2 separate regions of the Sus scrofa genome follow, and region 1 is linked to region 2. A link is a contact called in public targeted proximity ligation data. All regions are on one chromosome and are shown on one strand. The core of a region is the stretch at or near the end of the contact, and the rest is flanking DNA. Distances in the headings are between cores, read along the strand shown.

Evidence for each region.
Region 1: a targeted proximity ligation map of alveolar macrophages shows a contact between it and region 2. A contact is called at or near these places in 1 of 47 Hi-C or Micro-C datasets (embryonic fibroblasts) and 1 of 2 datasets of targeted methods (alveolar macrophages).

The regions. Positions count from the first base shown.
Region 1 is chr3:6,312,112-6,317,690 of Sscrofa11.1, reverse strand. ARPC1A (actin related protein 2/3 complex subunit 1A) reads right to left here. Exons shown (of 9, transcript NM_001134355.1): 5 at 3,081-3,293. Among named protein-coding and RNA genes, the nearest start is that of ARPC1A, 13 kb to the right of the region's middle.
Region 2 is chr3:6,118,123-6,124,244 of Sscrofa11.1, reverse strand. All of the region lies in intron 1 of SMURF1 (E3 ubiquitin-protein ligase SMURF1), which reads left to right. Among named protein-coding and RNA genes, the nearest start is that of SMURF1, 21 kb to the left of the region's middle.

The DNA of each region.
Region 1 (5,579 bases), core at 2,606-5,105, 190 kb before region 2:
GGGGTCTCAGGCACCGGACTGCCCTGCGGCAATCCTCGCCGGCGGGGGCCCTCGGCCCTCTCCGCCCGCGCCCGCCCCACTGAGCGCCGCGCTCACCACCAACCGCTCTACAGCGCGGTTCCAGGAGCCCTGGTTCTCGGCTGCCTCTGCTCCTGCCCTCTTACCCACCGGTTACCTCCGCTCCTGCAGTTTATCCAAGTCCACCTGTCTCCGCAATGCGGCTTGAGCTTCCCTCATCCCCATAAGCTTCCCCGGACCACTTCGGCCTCTTCTCCTCTCTCTGACCTCCCAGAGGTGACTGTCAAGGTCACTCACAACGGAGCGCCTTCCTCTGCTCCCTCCCCACACCTACGCTCACAGGGGCTCCCAAACATTGGCGCTGGGACCACAAACATTTATGAGAGTCTAGTCTCTGCACCCCGCCAGCCACTGGGGCAGGAGCTACGGTCATGGATAAACGAGATACAGTTTTGGCCAGCCAGGAGCTCCCGTGCGAACGGGCCATGTCCTGTGTTTATACATGTATACTCTGTCTTTTTTTTTTTTTTTGCCATTTCTTGGGCCGCTCCTGCGGCATATGGAGGTTCCCAGGCTAAGGGTCGAATCGGAGCTGTGGCCGCCTGCCTACACCACAGCCACAATGACTTGAGCTCCAAGCCACGTCTGCAACCTACACCACAGCTCACAGCAACGCCAGATCCTTAACCCACTGAGCAAGGGCAGGGACCGAACCCTCAACCTCATGGTTCCTAGTCGGATTCATTAACCACTGCGCCATGATGGGAACTCCTACATATATACTTTGAAGTCACCTGCTCTAGCACCTGGCCAAGAGATGACACAGACAAGGCAGCAAACATGCTGGTTGATGAATTAGAATCATACAACTCCATGTAAAAGATGATGCTTTTTTTTTTTTCTTTTTCGGCTGCCCTGCGGCATATGGACTTCCCGCACCAGGGATCACAAACTAAGCTGTGGCTGTGGCAATGCTGGATCCTTAACCCACCGTGCTAGCCTGGGATCAAACCTGCGTCCTACTGCTCCCAAGACACCTCCGATCCCGCTGTGCCACAGCAGGCGCTCCAAAGATGATACATTTTGAAAAGTATGTCTCAGGGAACCTCCCTGCCTCCTCTGTCCCCAGCAGTACAACTGGGGTAAGGTTAAAGTGCTACCACCTCATCTAAAGGCTCTACTATGGCAAATCTGACTCTTACTGCATAAAATGCTTATGTCTGAGACAGAGAAGAGTGGAGGATGTACTCCGACCTGCAGGACCGGAAAAGCCAAATACTAGATCAACCTGAGTACAGACAGGGCCTTGTAATAAGCACATGCTAAGACCTCATTATGCTTTACAGTAAACTGCACGCAAATCAAACAGCCACGATATCAAAACGTTACTGAATGACAACAAGCAGGTTACTGTACATAATGTAGAGCACAAATCCCATTTGAGTTAAAAATGAAAGATTTATGTGTGTCTATATGTGTACAGAAATCTTTGGAAGACTACATCATTTATAATAGGGAGTGTTTAAAAAATTTAAAAGGAGTTTCCTGGTGGCCTAGTGGTTAAGGATTTAGCATTGTCACTACTGTGGCTTGGGTTCGATTCCTGACCCAGGAACTTCCACATGCCACAGGAGCAGCCAAATAAAAAAACAAAGAAAGAAATAAAACCTGGGAGTTCCTGTTGTGGTGCAATGGAAACGAATCCAATTAGGAACCATGAGGCTGTGGGTTCGATTCCTGGCCTTGCTCAGCGGGTTAAGGATCTGGCGTTGCCGTAAGCTGTGGTGTAGGCCGGCAGCTGTAGCTCCGACTGGACCCCTAGCCTGGGAATCTCCATATGTCAGGGGTGTGCCTCCCCTGGAAAAAAAACCCAACAAAACCTAGTTCAATCCAGTTAGGAAAAATAGATTCTTTCTGAAATGTCACTCTGTTGTCACTGTGTGGCAGAAAGAGTCAGATGTGACTGGTTCCCTACACGCTGTGTGATAAGTCGGGAAACCTTTACAGGTGGGTTATCTTTTTTTTTTTTTTTTCTGTCTTTTTGTCTTTTTGCTATTTCTTGGGCCGCTCCCGCGGCATATGGAGGTTCCCAGGCTATGGGTTGAATCGGAGCTGTAGCCACCGGCCTACACCAGAGCCACAGCAGCGCGGGATCCGAGCCGCGTCTGCAACCTACACCACAGCTCATAGCAACACTGGATCCTTAACCCACTGAGCAAGGGCAGGGACCGAACCCGCAACCTCATGGTTCCCGGTTGGATTCGTTAACCATTGCGCCACGACGGGAACTCCTACAGGTGGGTTACTTTCAGCTGCCAGTGGAAAGGATTCACCGGCAAAGAACCAAGATTCACAAACGGAAAGGATCCCAGTCGTCCCCTCTCCCCCTAGCCCAGCCCAGGGTAAGCGAACGCAATCCTGAAGTCTGACAGGACGCCACGGTCTCCTCAGGGCTGGGCAGGTGCCTCCCTCACAATGAGTCACTGTGACTGGAGTTCCTCCAGCGCACACACCAGAGGGACCGGCTCCTAGGGTGTCAGGTGTCACTGAATAATGCTCCAGATGAATGGAGTCACTGTGCGCAGAGTCAGAACCCATCTCCTATCTGACCTAAGGCTGGTGGATGACATTTACGTGTTGTCGGCATTCACAGGGAGACGAAACTGGCATCTGAAGGAACTCTGGTCAGGAGCCAGCCAGAAGGAATTCCTCTCAGTACTTCCCTTAAGAAGTGTTTCTGGAGTTCCTGGGGGCCCAGCCGGTTAAGAATCCGGCGTTGTCACTGCTGTGGCTAGGGTTCGATCCCTGGTCCGGAACGTCCACATGCTGTGGGCGTGGCCAAAACCACACACAAAAGTGTTTCTGCCAGTGAGACCGAAGTCTTTAAAACTTCCCCAAAGAGACGATCAAAATATGCGTCCGTAACTTTCGAGGCTGCCGTGCAGCTCTGGTTTGGGGTTTTACACTTGTGCCCTGTGCTTTTACTCGGGGAAGGGCAACCCCAGGCCCACTGGTGGAGACCCCAACCCACCACCCAACTCCACACAAAGGCAAAGACTCACTGCACACTCTTTGAGGCATCGGCAACAGACACGGTGCTGTCGTGGCTGACCCAGGCCAGGCGGCTCCCGCTGGCAGAGAAGCTGACCCCGTGCACCCAGCCACCAGTGCCACTGCCACCAAACTCTGACATCAGCTGACCAAAAGGCATCTTGCTGCCCCAGGGTGTACTGGCTGGCTTTTCATCCACTTCTTTAATGTAGGCAGAAAACACTCTATGATTTAAGGGTGGGGAGAAAAGGAAAAAGCAAATGAAAATTTATTTTCTATAGAAATAGGCCAGGGAGTTCCCTGGTGGTCTAATGATTGGGATTCAGTGCTTTCACCCCTGTGATTTGGGTTGGGTCCCTGGTCTGGGAACTGATCCCATGTCAAACTACTGTACGCTGTGGCCAGAAAAAAAAAAAAAAAGGAACGAGGCCATAGGAAGCTACTGCAAGGTATCCCCCAAATGCAAAGACTCATAAGCAAAACCTGATGACAAGTTTGGATGCACAAACCCCTTAAGACACAGAAGGGTTCTAAGGGCTGCCTGTGAGTTTGGCAAATTACACACTCCATCCATAGATATTCACAAGTGCCTGTGATGAGCAGGCCCTGCTCTAGAAGCCACGAACACAAAAGCCTTCCCTCCTACAGTGCATTCTGCAGGCAGGGGACAGGGGACGGTATGCCTTGCTGTCCTGCCCGTCCCCCGCCCACGGCAGACTCTGCTGAATGAGCACAGCGTACTTTCCCATCTATTTCACCATCATTCTCAACACAGTAGGCCAGGAAGCCCATGAGTCAAATGGTAGGAGGGGAGTGGTGCAGTGGGTTAAGGAGCTGATGTTGCCACAGCTGTGGCTCAGACTCAATCCCTGGCTCTGGAATTTCTGTACGCTGTGGGTGCTGTCGAAAAAAAAAAAAAGGTGGGAGAGGAACCATTTGCCACCCTGCAATAACCGATGCTATTAACTCATTTCAAGAAAGAAAGGGATAAGAGTTCCCCTGTGGCTCAGCGGTAAAGAACTTGACTAGTATCCATGAGGATGCGGGTTCGATCCCTGGCCTCATTCAGTGGGTTAAAAATCTGGTGTTGCTGTGAGCTGTGGTGTAGGCCAGCAGCTGCAGCTCAGATTCGACCCCTGGGAACTAGCCTGGGAACTTCCATACGCTGTGGGTGTCGCCCTAAAAATCAAAAAAAGAAAGAAAGAGAGAGGAAGGGAAGAGGGAAGGAAGAGCCAAAGAAGAAGCCAAGGGAGGCCAGTGCAAAGAGTGAGCAGGCGCTCCCTAGTGTCACCCCGGCCCACTGTCCAGCCTTGGTGGCAGGTCTAGCCTGGAATGAAGGTGGGTCCTTTACAGCCTGGGGTCATAGGGCTCCTTCTCTAATTCCATAAAGCTGTGTGTGCAGATACTGACCCAGAGCTGGGAAGCAGAAGGGATACAGAACAGCTGGAAATGGGTCCTTTCAGTCCCTTTGGCCCTCCAAGGCTATTTCTTTACACAGTGTCTCTTCAAAAACTTGTGAACCTTCAAGACTCTGCAAACAATCTGGAATATTTTCCCCTTACAATGACAATGGTGGCAGCAGCTCTTGAAGAGCAGGGCAGTGGTGGGGTGAAGGACACTGTGAGTCACGTGTAAGTTAGACGATGCGACCCCAGAATCACTGCGTTTCAAATGCGCATCACGATGGCCACTGCTTACTCATCAGAAGCTGGGACAGAGCGGGTGGTTCTCAGGTGCCAACCGGCGAGTTCAAACAGAAGAGACCCTAACCCACAGGACCCCGTCAAAGCCAAGTTTATTCTGGAATTCTATGCTATTCGTACAAGAAATTTTTAGACACAGCCTGCCAATCCAGGTGACGTGGTGAAGTACCACTTAGTTCCATCTTCTCGGGGAGCTAGACCGACTCTGGGTAACACATCACAAGCAACGAAACTCGCGCTTATGAAACCATCTTTACTGTTACCCTGGTCTTCAAATAGAAGAACCAGCCTTTTTCCAAAAATTACTTTGACATTACTGTACCCCCATCTCACAACCAAAATCCCATAAATATCCCTTAAAAAAAAAAGCCAAACCAAACACCCCCTTGGGTATTAGAATATAAATCACCAGCCAGGGTGTCTGGAACTTCTGCACAGAGCTTCCTGAAGAAAGATGTTCCCATTTTCCAGCCCACCTCAGGGGCAACATAAAGCAACATCCACCTGCTTCTTCTCCCCCGAAGTGGAAAAGAAGCCTTTGTGATAGAGAACGGCTTTAGAAAGCAGTTACACTGTATGACCCTTACAGCTCTTGGTAAAGGGCTGTGCGAGGAAGAGCAGAGCACTGCTCAGCTCTGCTGTGCTCATCTTCGTTCCCCTCTGGAGTCTGCGGCCTGGGTCATGAAATGAGAAAGAACTCTGGTTGGGGGTGGGGGGTGGGGGGGCGCGGACACCACACCGCATCCAGACCCTGGCTGTCCTGCCGGAGCAGACGCCCTGGCTCCGTCCTGGCAGCCCCTGCTAGTC
Region 2 (6,122 bases), core at 730-3,229:
GTAAAGCATCCAGGAGGGACCGCTCCCCGTGGACGGTCCTGTCTGGGTTCCCTCCCCGTAGCTCTGCCCGGATCACTTCTGTGGGGGCTGTGCAACTTTCACGCTCAACGTTTGGAATCTCCCCAAAGATATTCTAGAATGAGAGTCTGCCAAGTGCTGGCTTTAAAGCTTGTGTGTTAGGACGTCATTGTTCAGAGAGCCTCTTCTGTCCTTTGGCCATTTTTTATAGAAACTAGGTCAGGTGAGCAGACTGCGTGCCGCAGGGCTAAGGAGAGCCCTGTGCGCAGGGTACGGGTTTCAGAGCCCAGCTGACCTGGGTTTCAGTTCCAGCTTTGCTGCTCAGGAGCTTCGGCACGAATAACCAAGATATCTGTCCATTCCGGATGTTTTTATTCCTTGCCAGGCCTTGTGCTAAGCAGTTTTCATGTGTTCTGTTTCCTCTTCTCAGAACGCTTAGCAGGTAGGTGCTCTTCCTGACCCATTTTGGAGGCAGTGGAGTCAGCCGACCCAGTTCTGCCACATACCAGTGGCCTTGGGCAAGTCGTGCCTTTCATCTGTAAACCTCAGACAGGACCCACGTCCTGAAGTGGCTGCAGGGAAGAAGTGGAGCAGCCAGGAGCCCAGCCTCTGGTCGGGCTCCCTTGCCTAAGCCTTCACCGAGGGTCCTGCAGGTGGACTCAGGTGTGGTTGCTTTGTGGCTTTGCAACTTACGTTATATGTCGATAGTGTATCTGAATCCAGTTCTTTGCCTTTTTGTCTCCAAGTTAAAGTCTTTGTTAAACATCATTCTGCAAGGAGTTCTCACATTCAGTCAGCCTTCCCAGGAAGCAGTCACGTCAAGGGTTGTTATGTTGGAGGGGAAGTGGTGCCAGCGTTATTGTGGCACAGATACCTAACGGTATAAAAAGGAAAGGGGGGATTCATTCTCCCCGAATTTCCACCACCTCTTACCAACCTACGGCTTATTTTTGATTAGCTGTTTTCTATGAGGCCTACACCCCTATTGATTATTTCCTAAACAGCAGAATAAATGGTGCCTAATTATTATTTATCACACATATATTACTGAAATTACTCTGTTACTATGATTCCATTAAAAAAAGTAAAATTTTGGTGACTTCCAAAAGCTCACAATGGAAGGTTTGGGGTTAGGCTCACTCCCGGTTGTTTTTCTATTCGGTTTGGTCCTGGGGTCTCCCCGCCACCCTCTCTCTGTGGAGGAACTTGACATTCCACTCAGTGTCATGAAGCCAGTTGTCACTTTGAGGTGGAGCGTTCTATGGTCGCACGTCGTCTGTCTTTGATGTGTGAACCAAGGTGAGAAGAGAGTTTGCTAGTACAGATCATTGTTGGGCCTTAGAGACCCAAACACAGCACGAGAGGTGGCTGAAAGCAAACACGAGAGAAACGAAGTGGAATTATGGTTGTGTAAAAAGGATGTGTGGTCCTTGCCAGTGTGACGGAGTCCGCCTTTTATTTAGGAGTGCAGGGACCAGGACTTGAGCATTTCAGAAATACGAAAACCGGGTCATGCTAGTATTGTCATCGTGTCCTGTCACGCCGCCGCTGCTTAGGGGACACCATAAAGGAAACATGCCCATTGGCACAGATGGTGGGGACTCCGTTCCCTCCCTGTCCCCCGATTCTGCTGGGAGCTCTCTTGGACCCTTTTTCCTGAAGTCTGAGGAGCTCTCCTTGGGTGTGGCGCCTCCTTCCACCATTTGTACATTTGTACAGTTTCCAGCCTGATTGTATCTCAGCCGTGTGCCAGGAGGTCTCGGTGAAAATGTGAAACCCGCACACCGCCTGTCGAGTGGAGCTTGAGGAGAGACCTCCTGGGAAAGGACACACTGAGCCTTCTAAGTGGGCTGCGATCCCAAGCATTTCCTGGGTTGAGTGTTTATCAAGGCTGAGCTTTACTTCCAAACCAAGCCTGAGAAGAATCTGGGAATGTTTCCCAGCTGATTGGGGGTGGGGAGCAGAGGAGGATGCGAGTCTGGAGGCACAGAGGAAGTCTCACTCCCCGTCCGTCTCTTACCCAGTTATCTGCTGAAATCTGTCTGGAGATGGGGCTTGCAAAATAGAACCAGTTTTGGCGTATGAAGTAGGATGAGGCGGTTACATGTTAATTTTAAAATTAAATATAATATTTTAATTTTATTTTGGGAATGGAACATTGGGTAAGATTCACTTTAACATGGCTCAGCCTTGCTCTTCAAGGTTAAAAAAAAAAAAAAGGCATGGAAAAGAGCCTTAGCTCCCTGCTACTGGTCGTTCATCTCAAGTCACACCAGTTGTGGGGTTTTTTTGTTTTTTTTTTTCCCTTCCCTGTGACTCTTATCATCTTAGAGTTCAAGGTCTAAGTTGACACATGTGGGAAGAGTAAGGTGTTGGGGACATGGTACTGGTAAGTAAGTAGGGGGCTTTTCCTTCCTGTCTGACTCAGGGTTGGAGAACTCTTTTTTTAGACAGTATGTTGATTTCAGTACCTCGATGCCAGCAGATATGGTTCCAGGCATCCTAGTCCCTGGGGCAGTTCCTTGCTGTCTTACCCGTGAAGAAGACCTGTCTCCCTTATTGCACTGTTTCTTTGCCTCGACGTTTTTGTAGCCGCTGCCCCTTTGTGGGGAATTGCGATGGTGGTGGTATTCTAGAAAATGTCTTTGGGCTGAACGGTGCCAGCTTCACTTCTCTCCGTGAGGGCGCATTTATATGTCGGGAAGTTGTGCCCGCCCCCACCGCACTATGCTGCTGGGCGTGTGGGTTCCCGAGCTGAAGAGGCTGGCATTGATGGTGAAAGACTTCAATCTAAATTTAGGTGCTTTTCAGAGGTTTCATAGAAGACTTCCTTAAATGAAGTCACCGATTACAAAAGCCCCTGCTGCATGGGGCTTCCAGGTTTGTTATTTTTTTCTGCCCTGGAAATAAAGAAGCAGGGCAGGAAGGACCGGCTTGCCCGCCCGCCCAGCTGCCCCCAGAGGCTCTGCCGTTGTAGCCAGAATCACTAGTGGCCTCTGTGATGACCTTACAGGTCGGGAGAGATGGCTTTGGTGGCAATCTGACAGAAGTGGGAAACAGCCATGAGTCCAAGGGAGTGTGGGGCCAGCAAGCTGTCCTAGGTGGTAGGTGGTGAAGGATGCGCTCGCACTTTTTGTCTGACACCGATAAATGTACCTGGAGACTCATGAGCCGTGAACTAAAGCAGTAGGTTGAATTTGGGGGCTAGTGATACAGTCGGACAATCTTCAGAGTCAAGAGAAAATTGAAAATAGGCCTCTGGACTATAACTGTAACCATGAGTGTTTCATACAATCTCTGTCTTTCTTCGGAAAAGGGGTTTCAAGGCTTTTTTTTTTTTTTTGCCGAACCCACCGCATACGGAAGTTCCCAGGTCAAGGATGGAACGCGCACCACAGCAGTGACAGTGCCGGCTCCTTTACCTGCCGTGCCACCAGCGCACTCCCAAGGCTCTTGTCGACACGGAGAACTCCTTTACCTGCCCCAAGGTCCCAGTCTGGAGAGATCTTTAGTGGGAGGAAGGAACCCAGGGCTAGCCCCCAGGGAGTCAGGGTTTTGAGGATGGCTCGCAGGAGTGGCCTGTGGTCACACACTCAGACAGCCTTTCATTTTCTCCTGCAAGCATCACGCAGTTTCTGCAATCTTCTGTTTGGGGAATGACACTCTTTGGGAAAACTATTCCAATATCGGTTAGATAACCCCATGTAGAATCTCATTCCCAGTGTTTTTCCCCCTAGCGTGGATCAGCGACCTTCCCATGAGCATATTTTCATGATGAAACCACCCCTTTATGTAAATATTTATTTGTTTTGAAAGTTAATTTGGGGTTCTTTTGGGGGGAGGTAATGTGTACACGATGCACTTTTAAATTGTATAAGATCGGCAGTTCCCGTCATGGCTCAGTGGTTCATGAACCCAACCGGCATCCGTGAGTTTATTAAGTATGCAATAGCATTAGCTCTACATAAGCACTGTACATGCCTTAATTTAAACATACTTAGTTGCTAAAAAATTTGGAGTTCCTGCCGTGGCTCAGTGGTAATGAACCTGACTAGTGTCCATGAGGATGCAAGTTCGATCCCTAGCCTCACTCAGTGGGTTAAGGATCTGGTGTTGCCATGAGCTGTGGTGTAAGTTGCAGACGTGGCTTGGATCCTGCGTTGCTGCGACTGTGGTATAGGCCGGCAGCTGAGCTCCTATTTGACCCCTAGCCTATAGGAACTTAACATATGCCATGGGTGCAGCCCTAAAAAGCAAAAAAAAAAAAAAAAAAAAAAAAAAAAAAAAAAAACAGGATAGCTGATTTTGAAAAGGAAGCTTCTTCACACCTTCCCTTGTGCTCAAGTTCTCCTCCCCAGAGACAGTTCATCAGTAATGATTTCTTGTGAATTTTTACAAAGATTCATTAGATTTAAATGCTTATGTGTACGTCCTTCCTCGGCCCTGCCCCTACCCACAGCCCCCCTTTTTAAGGGAGACCGTATTGTGTTGTTTTTTTCACTAAATAATGCCTCTTGGAGAGCTTCCCGTATCCGTATATATGGAGCTGCTTCATTCTTTTTTTTTTTTTTAATTGAAGTAAAATTTACTGTGTATGAATCAGTGGCTTTTAGTACATGACCAGTACTGTACAACCATTACCGCTAAGCCCAGAATGTTTTCATCACCCCGAAAAGAAACCCAATACCCATTAAGCAGTCACGCTCCATTCCCCTCCCTCTCGCCCTGCCAGCGGCTAATCTGCTCTTTGTCTATGACTTTGCTTATTATTAAGGTCATTTCGTGGAATCGTACAATATGCAGCCTTTCGTGTCTGGCTCTCCCTTGGCATAATATTTTTAAGGTTTATTCATGCTTAGGCACCAATACTCCACTCCTTTTTCTGGCAGACTAATATTTCATTGTATGAATAAGGTCCATTTTACTTATCCATTCATTAGTTGAGGAATGTTTGGGTTGTTCCCATTGTTTGGCTATTGTGAATAATGCTGCTGTTGTGTGACCACAGCAGTGCTCTTGAGTATATACCTAGGAATAGAAATGCTGGGTCATGTGGAATTCTGTGTTTAAATTTTAAGGAACATGCTAAACTGTTCCACAGGAGCTGCGTAATTTTACCATCCCACCAGCGCTGTTGGAGGGTTCCAGTTTGTCCACATCTTAGCCAACATGTGCTGTTTTCCGTTTTTTAAAAGTTACTGTTACATGTGTAATATGTAATTACATATGTAAATATGCATATGAGGTAATATCTTATTGTGGTTTCGATTTGCATTTCCCTAATGACTGACGATGTGGAGTATCTTTTCACGTGCTTCTTGGCTATTCGAATATCTTCTTTAGAGGAATGTCTATTAATTGCTTTGTCTTTTTGTTGAATCGATAGAGTTTTTTATTCTGGATACTAGATCTTTATCAAATACATCATTTGCAAATATTTTCTTCTGTCTTTTTTTTTTTTTCTCTTTTTTCTTTTTTGGCTTTTTAGGGCCGCACCCACGGCATCTGGAAGTTCTCAGGCTAGGAGTCAAATTGGAGCTACCGCTGCTGGTCTGTGCCACAGCCACAGCAATGTGGGAACTGAGCCGTGTCTTTGACCTACACCACAGCTCACAGCAATGCCAGATCCTTAACCCACTGAGCAATGCCAGGGATCAAACTTGTATCCTCATGGATACTGGTTGGCTTTGTTACCACTGAGCCATAATGGGAACGCCTCCAAATATTTTCTTTCATTTTGTAGGTTGTCTTTTCATTTTCTTGATAGCATCCTTTGCCCAAAAGTTTTTAACTATCTTTAAAAATTTTATTATTTGTGCTTTTGCTGTCATATTTAAGGAACCATTGCCTAATCCAAAACAATGAAGAATTTGGAGTTCCCATTGTGGCTGAGTGGTAACAAACCCGACTAGTATCCATGAGGATGTGGGTTCGACCCCTGGCCTCTCTCAGTGGGTTAAGGATCTGGCGTTGCTGTGAGCCGAGGTGTAGTCTGCAGACACGGCTCGGATCTGGCATTGCTGTGGCTGTGGCGAAGGCCGGCAGCTGTAGCTCCATTTGACCCCTAGCCTGGGAACCTCCATATGCTGTGGGTGCAGCTCTAA